2 separate regions of the Mus musculus genome follow, and region 1 is linked to region 2. A link is a contact called in public Hi-C data. All regions are on one chromosome and are shown on one strand. The core of a region is the stretch at or near the end of the contact, and the rest is flanking DNA. Distances in the headings are between cores, read along the strand shown.

Evidence for each region. Hi-C and Micro-C count contacts between places; a contact is called where the count stands out from the background.
Region 1: a contact with region 2 is called in a Hi-C map of rod photoreceptor, with 2.3 times the contacts expected there. The contact joins the enhancer-like site here to the promoter of Nr2e3 in region 2. A contact is called at or near these places in 1 of 15 datasets of contacts at CTCF or cohesin (embryonic stem cells), 13 of 484 Hi-C or Micro-C datasets (the Ba/F3 cell line, the G1E-ER4 cell line, the HL-1 cell line and 6 more), 2 of 115 datasets of contacts at active chromatin or transcription factors (bone marrow-derived dendritic cells and embryonic stem cells) and 3 of 9 other capture datasets (adipose tissue, embryonic stem cells and pancreatic islet).

What each region holds. Positions count from the first base shown.
Region 1 is chr9:60,092,713-60,098,170 of GRCm38.p6, forward strand. All of the region lies in intron 7 of Thsd4 (thrombospondin, type I, domain containing 4), which reads right to left. Among named protein-coding and RNA genes, the nearest start is that of Gm7616, 140 kb to the left of the region's middle. Within about 2 kb of position 1,694, at least 3 of the 459 cell types and tissues checked have an H3K27ac peak or open chromatin away from gene starts, as enhancers often do. A contact at or near this core is called in rod photoreceptor, where this site is marked.
Region 2 is chr9:59,946,466-59,951,849 of GRCm38.p6, forward strand. Nr2e3 (nuclear receptor subfamily 2, group E, member 3) reads right to left here and starts at 3,614. Exons shown (of 8, transcript NM_013708.4): 1 at 3,323-3,614; 2 at 2,717-2,843; 3 at 2,460-2,563; 4 at 2,138-2,359; 5 at 1,898-2,055; 6 at 848-1,088; 7 at 497-602. The coding sequence starts at 3,419. Gm7616 (predicted gene 7616) reads left to right here and starts at 4,831. Exons shown (of 3, transcript NR_168957.1): 1 at 4,831-5,082; 2 at 5,306-5,378.

The sequences.
Region 1 (5,458 bases), core at 444-2,943, 140 kb after region 2:
TCCTCACCCCATTTTAAGTGATGCTAATTGAGTTCTGGGAAGGTTTTAAATGTGGAATTCTTAGAGAGAAAGGAGATGAAAGGAAATGAAAGGGGGGGGGGAGAAGAAAAGGAGCAGGCAGTAAGAAATTGTGCCCAAAACAGAAGTTGCAGCTAAGCGATGGTGGAGACACTTCAAACAAGTGAGCTCAGAAAAATGAGTACATTTCCGTTTCATGGGCTTGCCTCAATTTACTTCTGGATGGCATCTGATTTCACTTAGAAGATAGAAGATTGCAATTAAATGTTCAAAAAACAAAACAAAACAAAAAAAGCCAACGGGAGGAGAGAAGGCTGTGGAATTAGCTCACGATGGCAGATCTGGCAACAGAAATCGCTAGCTACTGCCGTGTGCCACAATAACACACGACTTGGTGTGACTAAGTAACAAATCAGTGTCTAGTAATCAGAAGCGATTACAGACTGGCTAGTACCAGGTGACGGGCAGTTACTTAATTAATGGGTAATTCCTTTCTAGTTTTCCAAGCCCCTGATATAGCCTGGGTTACTGTGAACAGTAGGCTGGGTAAAATAAAGTAGACAAGGCTCTAAAGGGCTCTGCCAGAGGCTCTAGTTTGGAGAGATTCCCTGTAGAGAATAAGGTGAATCAGTCATGGGTGCTTGGCACACAGGACCACCCGTCCATACTCCTTGCCTACTGCAGGAATCCCATCTGTCCTTCCTAATGAGGATTTGCAGCAGCTTCTAGAACATTCGCTGCGAGGCAAGCTCTTTGCATCTGGAGGCAATTCTATTTTCTAAAAAAAAAAAAAATCTCCTTCAGGTGGACTGAATGCCTTTCATTACTTCAACCCATTAGACAAGTTCTCTCCCCGATAGTCATAGAAAGCAGGTAGACACTTGTTTTCTAAAGCATCACAGATGCAATGTTGCCTGCTTCTGCCAATCTCCTCCAACCTGCTGCAGGGTAAGTGGTCTTTTTTCCTTCTGAACGCTATTTTTCCAAAAGTGGAGTTGGAGTTTATTTAAAAAGGATTCTTAACATAGATGTAAGGATGAAGATTAATAAAATGAAAGCCACTCAGAGAAAGAAAGAAAGAAAGAAAGAAAGAGAGAGAGAGAGAGAGAGAAGAAGGAAGAAGAGGAGGAGGAGAAGGAGGAGGAGGAGGAGGAGGGAAGGAAGAAAAGACCCATTTAATCGTGGGTGTGGGTTTCTTGGGGGAGTCACCTCAACAGTGCTCATCTAAACCAATGGTCCTGGCCACCCTCCTGTGATTTTGTTCAAGTTTAGCACAGTCCACCTTAAAATAAGTTTCCAAGACAGAATACAGTATGGATGGACCAGACAAACAAGGGAGAATGATTGATCAGGACTCCCGTTTCTGTGAATGTAATACAAAGCTGCCTTTCCCTTTAAACATTTCCATGGTGCTACTGGCCTCTCTCTGAAGGTCAGCTCAGATCTGCAGGCCAGTGTGAGATGAGCTTCATTGTTCTAGACCTAAAAAGAAAGCACGGTGAAGCTGAGGTCTCTGGAGCTCTCAACTTGGAACCATTTTCTGTTTTGAAGCTGTTGACATCTGTCCAGCTCTCTTCTTCCAGTACCTCAAGGAGCTACTATATTTACACTGTACATCTATTCAGGGTAAGAATTAATCCTCTTTAATCCATTTAATCCTCAGAGCAGCTCACTGGCTCTGTGAAGTCCCAATGTTCATCCTGTTACAAGCACTTTGACCTTAAGCCCAGGCTTTCCCACACTACAAACATGCCTTTTACCCTGACCCTCTGTCCTGCTTCCCTGATTATCTGTGGGCCAACAAGGTATCAAAGCTGAGGGGTGACCCAGGTAGCCAAGTATTTGCTGCATAAGCAGGAGAGCTCAGGTTTGTATCCCCAACGCCCATTGAAAAGCCAGGTACAGCACTACATTGTGTAATACAGATCCAGGTAGAGCTCTGGAGGTCGGTGTCCAGTCCAGTAGGCCTAGCCAAATCCCAGAGCCCACGGTCACTGAAAACCTTGGTTCAAAACGTAACGTGGAGAAGGATTAGGGAAACACACTATCAACCTCTGTCCTCCATGTGCACACAGACACACAACAGCAGGTATACAGACATGTCCATAGGCACACACACACACAGACAGATAGACATATACACATAGGCACACACATACATGGACACAAAGATATACACACAGACACAAAGACAGACAAAGACAGACAGACCGACAGACAGACACATAGGTGTGTATGCTCGCGCGCACACTCACACATACCAACAGGCATACAGACATACACACAGACACAGACAGACAAATACATACAGAGACACACACCAACAAGCATACAGATATATACACACAGACATGCCCATAGGCACACCGACATACCCAAAGGCACACACATATATACTCTCTCTCTCTCTCTCTCTCTCTCTCTCTCTCTCTCTCTCTCTCACACACACACACACACACACACACCAACAGGCATGCAGGCACAGACACATACCAACAGGCACATGCATATACACACAAGACATAAACTATCTAGAACCCTTTTTCACACGAGTCCTAATGGACTCTGTCAGGCCTCCCCAGCTCTGTTTTCCCAAGTTCCATGTGCTGTGCTTTTCCATGGCTTCCAGGCCCCTTCCACACATCAGAATCACCTTTGGGAACCCAAGTTAGTAGTCTCATGGTTTCTTCCTTTCCCTTGTCTCAGTAGTGTTCTCCATCATAGAAAAGTGACCTGAATTGAGGGGCTTTGCTTGGTCAGCTTTTTGGCTTAATTCATGTTCCCACCCACCGACATTTAGTGTTTATTCCTTCATTCTGGCGCAACCGTGTCCATCTGGGGTTTCTGACCGCTTGACCCTGTTTATATGAAAAAACAGCAAACCAAACCAAACCATGGAGACTGCACACCACAGAAATCTCATTGCCATCTTTAACATTTGCATTTAAAAGAAAAAGTGAACAAGCCCAGAAGGCAGACATGGAAGGCTATGGAGCACTGGTCAATCATGTGTTACCAAGGCAAATCTATGCGTGGAATTTACATAGAGGGTGGCAGTCGTATGATCTTATGATCTGAGAAATAGCCTGAGTGCTGGCCCTCCCTCAGATGCTATTTCTGAATGTTCTCAGGCCCTCCTTTGGTAGAGAGACATCTTCCTGTCACCAGGCCACTTCAGGCTTAGGCCTTCTCTGCTGGCTGTAGTAGCTTGGAGAGGGGAAATGCCCAGGACAGCACCCAGCTTTAGGCTTGTACCTGGAGTGATATACAGGGGGCGTGGCTGCATTCTCGTGAGTTCCTCTCCCTTTGCCAGAGCCTAGCTCATCTCTGCTTTCCTTAAAAGGAGGAAGAGATGGTCCCGCTGATTCTCTGACCTTCGAGTATGAAAATATGCACGCACCATATCCATCTCCCCACAGACTGGGCTATGGGGACCTTCCATGATTTTCTAATTCGTGTTCTTCTCTTGTTTTCTTCTCAAGAAGGTCATGAAGGGGTGGAAAGGGCCAAGCTGTGAAGAGGGGTAACTGGCTCTGGGCATGTGCAGCATCCTTGGGAACTCTGAGATAGGAAACAGTGGCCACTGGACACGTGCAGTGTCCTTGGGAACTTTGGGATGGCAAACAGGAATAATTAAGTGGCAGTGAAGGAGGCAGCTGTGTCGTTCTTCTCAAACACTTTTGAGATCTTATTTGGAGAGGAGAGAGAAATACTTAGATAAAATAGTTAAGCTGCTTAATTTGGGAGAGGATGAAATAGGGCACTCTAGAGAGTAACAGATGTCCTACGCCAACCACAGAACACTGGTGTCTGGTGGTGGTGTCTAAAGTTAAAAGTTGAATTGATAACCCCTGGATTGAGAGAAGAGATATGGCCTATTTGTTCATGTGGTCATGATCTAGTCTGTGGTCTGAAAACTCTGGTCAGAATTCTGTTTAGAAGGCACATGGGTCATCTGGGAGTTTGGCCCGAATGATACACTTCCTGTCAATCAAGACTACTGAGTAACACGTGGATTTGCTGGTTTAGGAGAGATATGCTCCCGGGTATAGGCAGAAGCAGCCCATTAGAACACACGTGTGGAAGGGCCTGGGTCCACAAGGCAGGCTGAAGGGGGAAACATAAAAATGTGGTCAGATTGGTTTTGTTTGGGCAGGTGTGAGGAGTGTAGGTGGCAGGGAGATTCGGACAGAGAAATTGTGACTCATTTTACATAAGTAGCTCCATGTATCTTTTGGATCAGAAGATGCCCTGTGTAAACAGGGATACCTCCCGCACTGGGATCTCTGCTACCCTGTGCCATGAATATCCACTGAGACCAGAAAGGAGCTGGCATCACTGCGAGCCCAATGCTCTTTTCTCTTTAATACTGGTGTGTGCTGTAATTCAGGAAAGAAATGTACATGGCTGGGTGTGTTTGGAATGGATTATCCCAATCTGTTAGCAAGCAGTTTTCACCTCTTGATTGTAGATGATGGTCTTGGACATTTTGCCAGGGAGCCTGTATTTAATTTGCTTTGCTTACTGGGCCCCAAACATGCCAGAGGGAATTACTCTCCCTAATTGCCTGACATATAGTAAGCACTCAATAACAGTCGCTCTGGTTGTCATTATTCTTACACGCACTCCTGTTGTGTGACCATGTGAAGTGACTGACCTCGCGGTCTCTGAAGAGAGCAAAACGAATCCATGCAACTAATGTGCCTGTAGCTAAACCTCAGGGACCCCTGGGCCCTGGAAAAGCATCACCTCTGACCTGCAGGTCCAAAACTCAGAGATGTGGAAGGACTAGGAGACACGGCGGAATGAGACGGAGCACAATGGCATCCCTATGAACGACCCTGTCTGCAGTTAGGAGCCACTCTGCTCTTTAGAAAGGGCTGCGGCAAGTTGGATTTGTTGACAGGTTTGTGCAGATTCGTGAAACAACACTTATTACTAGTAGTAACTCACACCATGTTTTTCTGTTCTTTGTCACTCTCTTCTTGCCACAGAGCCAGCCAGTAGCCCAGGAAGGCTCTGAAGAATGATGTGACACTTCCTGGGCATCAGCTGACAGCGAAGTCTCCACCCATGTCAGATAAGCCAGCTCTAAGGTGTGCATGTCAGGGGTTCTGGACTTCTCTGACCAGGCAGAGGCATGTCTGCTGAGTCAGTCAAACCAGGCTGTGTTGTCTCTGTACAGAGCAAGTATGCAGCTGGGGATAGGTGGAAACATGGACTGGCCTCACTTTCTCTATCTGTAAACTAGGGCTATGACTCACTATGGAAACTACTCATTGCATGCAGATATACATGAGGATTAAGTGCTGTTGGATTTTAAGTTGTAACACTCATTGTGGGAGAGCCATTTGATGCTATACCATCAATTGCAACATAGACTCTAAGGACTTTTTGGAAGGAGGGCATTGGGTCTCGCTCTCTGCTTTATTCCTTTGAG
Region 2 (5,384 bases), core at 2,364-4,863:
CCCTGTGAAAGGCTGGTAGGAAACACCTTTAAGCCCAGTACTGACTTTGAGACCAGTTAAGACTATACTGACATCCTATCTTTTAAAAGTAATTTTTTGTTTGTTTTTGGAGAGAGGGTTTCTTTGTGTAGCCAGGCTGTCCTTGAACTTGCTCTGGCTGGCCTCAGACTCAGTTATCTGCCTGCTTCTACCTCCCGAGTGCTAGGATGAAAGGCATGCGCCACCACCTCCCTGCCCATTTGCTACCCTTTCAGACACAAGCCACTCTACACCTGATGAGGATGGTTCTTGTCTTTGATGTGGCTACCATAATGAACATCCCCGTAGGCTTTGTCTCTTGATGTCCTCCTGGGCCTGGCACTGAGCCTGGTCCACAGGAGATGTTGGATAGCTGTGGCTGACTGAGCCCTTTATCCTGTCTAAGCAGGGAAGCCCAGAGATGGTATGGGAGAGGCAAGTGGGGAGGGCAGGTGGGCAGGTGGGTCATTGCTGTCACCTCACAGGCTGGCTGGGGTGGTGAGCCTTGCTATGCTGGCTTAGCATCACCTGGGACTGGTCCTGCAAAGCCTCCACGTGCTCAGGATCCTTCAGGCCTCGTGTTTCTGGGGAGAAGGAGCACCAGTGAGCTCCTGTCCAGAAGCCAGCCTCAACCCCACACTCCAAAATTACTTTGTCCGGCCACACCCCTTTTCTCTGCTTCCCCTCCCCCAGAAAGAAGACTGTCCCTCTACACCCAGGTGAGTTGATGTTGGTGCCCAGCAGACAGAAGTGACCAGAAATCTGCCTCCCCCAGCCCCCATTTTATTCCCAACCATGTCTTTGGAAGGATTGGACCAAGGCTCAGTACCAGGTTTGAAGAGGACCAGGGCCTTCAGGCAGGCAAACTCTGTGGGATCCACTGCCAGAGCTCGGAACCGGGAGATGGTTTCCTGCAGGAAGCGCGTCTCTGCACTGGCCAAGGCCAGCCTGCCCTGAGAGCTGCCGGACGCCTCAGGTGGTGCCAGCAGTGGGCAGCTGTCCAGGGGCAGAGACCACTGTATGGCTCCAAGAAGGAAAAGCTCATTCCATGCCTCTTCCAGCAAGATCACCTGTGATCAGAGAGGGCTCAAGTGTCAGCACAGGTGCATAGCTCCCGGCACTCCCAGCCTGCCACCTTGGCCAGGAGCAGAAGAGCCCCTCGAGGTGCCTAGAACCTTCTCCTACAAAGGCTCTGGCTCAGCTACCCAGGTTTTCAGATGTTCCATGGATTCTATCCAGGATAGCCCTGTGACTGGGCCATTCAGGGTAAGTCTAGGGATGCTGGGCAGCCTCAAGATGAGCCCAGAGTGTCCACACTGAGAGAATTCAAGAGACTGGCTGACTCTTCCAAGCCGTTCCCTCTAAACACATAGCTGGGCTGAGGGCTCAGCACCTCTGGACCACTCTCTCCTGGACCACTGTGAGATCTCTGCCAGCCTATTAGAAGCTCAGCGTTCTTTTTCAGATGTAGAAAGGCTGGGGGACACTCATGCCTGAAATCACAGGGAGCCTCTACTCTAAAGAACTCACAGTCAACCACTTCCTTGTTCAGGGTATGCTGATTCCTGTCTCACACAGAATGGCTACAGGTCAGACAATTTGCACAGAAGAAAAGGCAATGGGGCCCAGAGAGTCACAGGTCCCACTCTGCATCCCATTCTGGGCTCCACACATCTTTGGCTAGCATCTTTTCCTCGGGGAGTTAACATACTTCCACTGTCACTGCCCTAACCACCACCGCCCCCCAGCTCAGAGACACAAGTACCCTAAGGTAAACTATGTAAGTCTCCATCCCTCGCCAGCCCAGGGGTCCATGTTTCCCCAAGCTGACTGCTCACTGTGCCTGGCCCAGCTCCAGCAGGCAGGCTGTGCTGTGTACCTGGTCCCGGAAAGGCAGGTTGGAAAACACAGGCAAGTTTTTGGCCCATTTGACAGCCATGAAGAGCAGGCGAGCAGATGTCTCATGGATGCCATCCAGACTGCAGGGGGATGCGGGGAACTCGGGGTCATTGCTGGTGACATCAATATTCTCTTCAGCTGCAGAGGAGGAGGTTTGGAGTTCAGTGGCTGCTCTGTGGGAGCCGGTGTGAGTATCCACGCCCACTGCCTTCCCACTTACCGTCCTCTGGCTCCAGTTTAGCACAAGTTTCGGCGGTGATAAGGCTGGCCATAAAGTGGTGGCCCATGGCTCTGGTTGCAGACACAGACGTGGGGCCCCGGGGACTGGGCCCTGCCAGAGCAGGAGAGGCTACCACTGGTTCTGATCGGGGGTCACTGCCTGTTTCCATGGCATCCAGGTGGACCTGAGCCATGCTCCGAGGTTGGCGCTCATTCTGCACAGCTTGGAAAGCAGGGAGACTCAGGACACACACGCACCTGCCCCTTGGCAGTGATGCCATTTTCTCTCCTGCCTTTCCCACTTCACCGTGCCCACCACTCACCATCTTGGTTCATGCCTGCTTGTAAGCACTTCTTCAGCCGGCAGGCCTGGCACTGATTGCGATGGGCCTTATCCACTGGGCACATCCCTGCCCCGACTTGGCACCTGCAGAGGACACGAGCTCCTGGGGGGGCAGTGTCATGCCCTGACTCTAGGCCTTGACTTGGGATATGTTTGCCCTGGTCTCGTCTTCCGCTTTCCCTGAACGCCCTCCACCCGTGCTAGGCACACCGGGGCAGGCCGGCAGAGCTGTGGCACCTGTAGATGAGCCTCCTTCTCACACTCCTCTTGAAGAAGCCACTGCAGCCATTGCAGGCATAGATGCCATAATGTTTCCCACTGCTGCTGTCCCCACACACTCGGCACTGGAGCGAGGGGCCCACACCTGAGCAAGAAGGCAGGGCTGAACTGAGATAGCTCCCCACTCCCTCCCCTAGTCACCCCCTTTCCCTCCGGTCCATAGGTTCCCACGTTCCTCAAACTAGATCTGCCCATGTGACTCCCACCGGAAACAGCAGCTTCCTCACTGTGGCATCCTAACCTCTGCTCCCACCCCTTCCCCTCTCTTTTCCCTCCATGGCTTCCACCTTCCCAGCCCCATTCCTCCCCTATGGGCGGCTGCAGCCTCTCTCGAGATCTCTCTGTGTCTCAAGAGCACCCATTTCCTGCCTCAGCAGCCAGTTGTTGGGTCTTGCTCTGCTGGCCTCTCAGTTTCTAGGACTCTGGGGTTGCCAGCAGACTCTCATGCTTGCTCACAGCCCTGGGGTTGGGGCTATGTGGCTCAAGCTCGCTCGTGGCTCTCTGAACCTACTGCTTACACTCTCTTCCTCAAAGGTCCAGACCACACCTCCAGAAAAATCATACCTGTTGGATCCTCTCCAAGGCCCCATCTACCTGGAGACTCCTTCTTGGAGGCCGCCACAGACACAGGCATAGTGGAGGCAGCCACTGTAGAGCTCATCGGATATGGATGGTCCTAAGGGTAGCCTGCTTGCTAGAAGTTGCTGGGCCCAACCGATGCATCCATCTTTAACCCCTGTCTGTCTGTCTGTCTGTCTTTCAGTCTGTGCCTGTCTCTCCTCTACTTCCCTTGCCTTGTAAGTTAGGAGCGTTTCTTCCTTCTGAAGCGTTCTCACCACCCTGGCTCTGGGTCCAGACTTCTGCCAGCACAGCGCTGGACACAGTGTATGATCCTCTTAATCTTTACTGTCTCCGCAGGGGATCAACTGACCACACCTGCAGCATTACCCAGGTGCCCCTGGGAGCCAGTCAGCCCTGATTCCTAGGCTGCCTAACATGCCTGGGGGTCGGTCCATCCTTTGCTGTCCTTACTGACACTGTATGGGAGCAAGGAGCTTGGCTGAGACCACATGCTCTCAGCTGTCTATTATTCAATGACAAATCTTAATGGGGGTGAGGAGGGTGTTACACATCCCACCTACCCAGGGACTTCAAATGTTTTTTGTGGCATTTGCCATGTATTCGAGGCATGTGTGACCGTGTATGTATCACCGTGTCTGTGTAGGTTTCTGCCTCTGTTGCTTGTTCACGTTGGGATGCTCACCCTCTAACCTGGTGGCTCTCGACTTAGTCTCTTAATGAAGGACTGCTTGGGGCTTGTGGCTTGGGGCCTTGCCCCACGGAAGACTCACATCTCTATATGTCTCTGTGATCAGGTCCAGCAGAGGGTATTGGGCAGGCTGGGGGCAGAGGAGATGCTTGTGGACATTTTCCCATGGGGCAATGAGGTAGGACACAGCTCAGGAAGTAGGCGTCTGTGTCTCCTGGTACCTGACTCCCAGAGGAAGAGAGACTAGGGTAAGGACAGATTCACCTCCATGCATGCTTCTGCCCTGTTGTGGGCCATGTTTCACTGAGCAAGTGACTTAGCCTCTCCGAACCTCAGTTTCCTCCTCTTGGTGTGATACAATGCCTGTCTTAGGTTGTAGTTGGGAACATGACGTTAGATGATTCCCATAATGTATTTTGGTGCCTGATACTAACAAAGAAGACTGAAGCAACACCAGGGAACATCCTTTCCTGTCCCTGCTATTCTGCCCCTTACCATCCTCTCCCTAGGCCCGAATGAATGGGAAATAGCGTGTTGATGTGCAGGAAGAGATGCCCATCCCCATCTGCCCTTGCCTCACAGTGGGATAGGACGAGTTTGTCCCGTGTTAGAACCTGGGAGCATCTAGAGGGATCATGGAGTTAAGAGGACAGAAGGGTGGGGCATGGCCTCCTAAGTGGGCTTAACCCTCACTATGACAGGGAAGCACTATTGGGGATTTGGAAAGTCAGCTCAGGGGCTTTGCAGGGTGATCCGCTGAGGACAGGAGCCTCTCATATGTCCTGTCTGTCCCCAGCCCCTTAGGAACCTTCATGGACAAGGCTTCAGACAAGGCCTGAAGCTCCACTTAGCAGCCAAGTCAGGGCTTCAGGGCAAGATTTGTACTCTAGACATGCCATCTGCTTCCCACATCCAAGTCACCTTAGCAAGCCTTCCATCCTCTCCGCGGGCAGTCTTCTGTGACAGCTTCGTGACAGCTTCTCACCAGTCTCTGTCCACACCTAAGATCTATGCCCCGACATCCCACTCATCCCCAACTGTCCTGCATAGACATGTGAGTGGGGTCCAAGAACTTGGGGGTGTGCAGTCATGTACAAGGGGCAGACTAGGCCAGGCTGAGCTAAGGGTTGGGATGAACCAGTGCAGAGGGCAATGTAGGACCTATGGGTATGGGTATGGTAGTAGGAGGAGTCAAAGGTAGAGTCTCAGTGGTAAAGTGCTCTGGGGAAGAGTTTAGAGACTTCTCACACAAACCACCACTGTCATACACCTCACAGTGGCCCGACACAGAAGCTGCCACTATGGGCCTCACAGCTAGGAGACTGAGTCGGAGAGGCCCAGAGTGGGGAGGTAAGT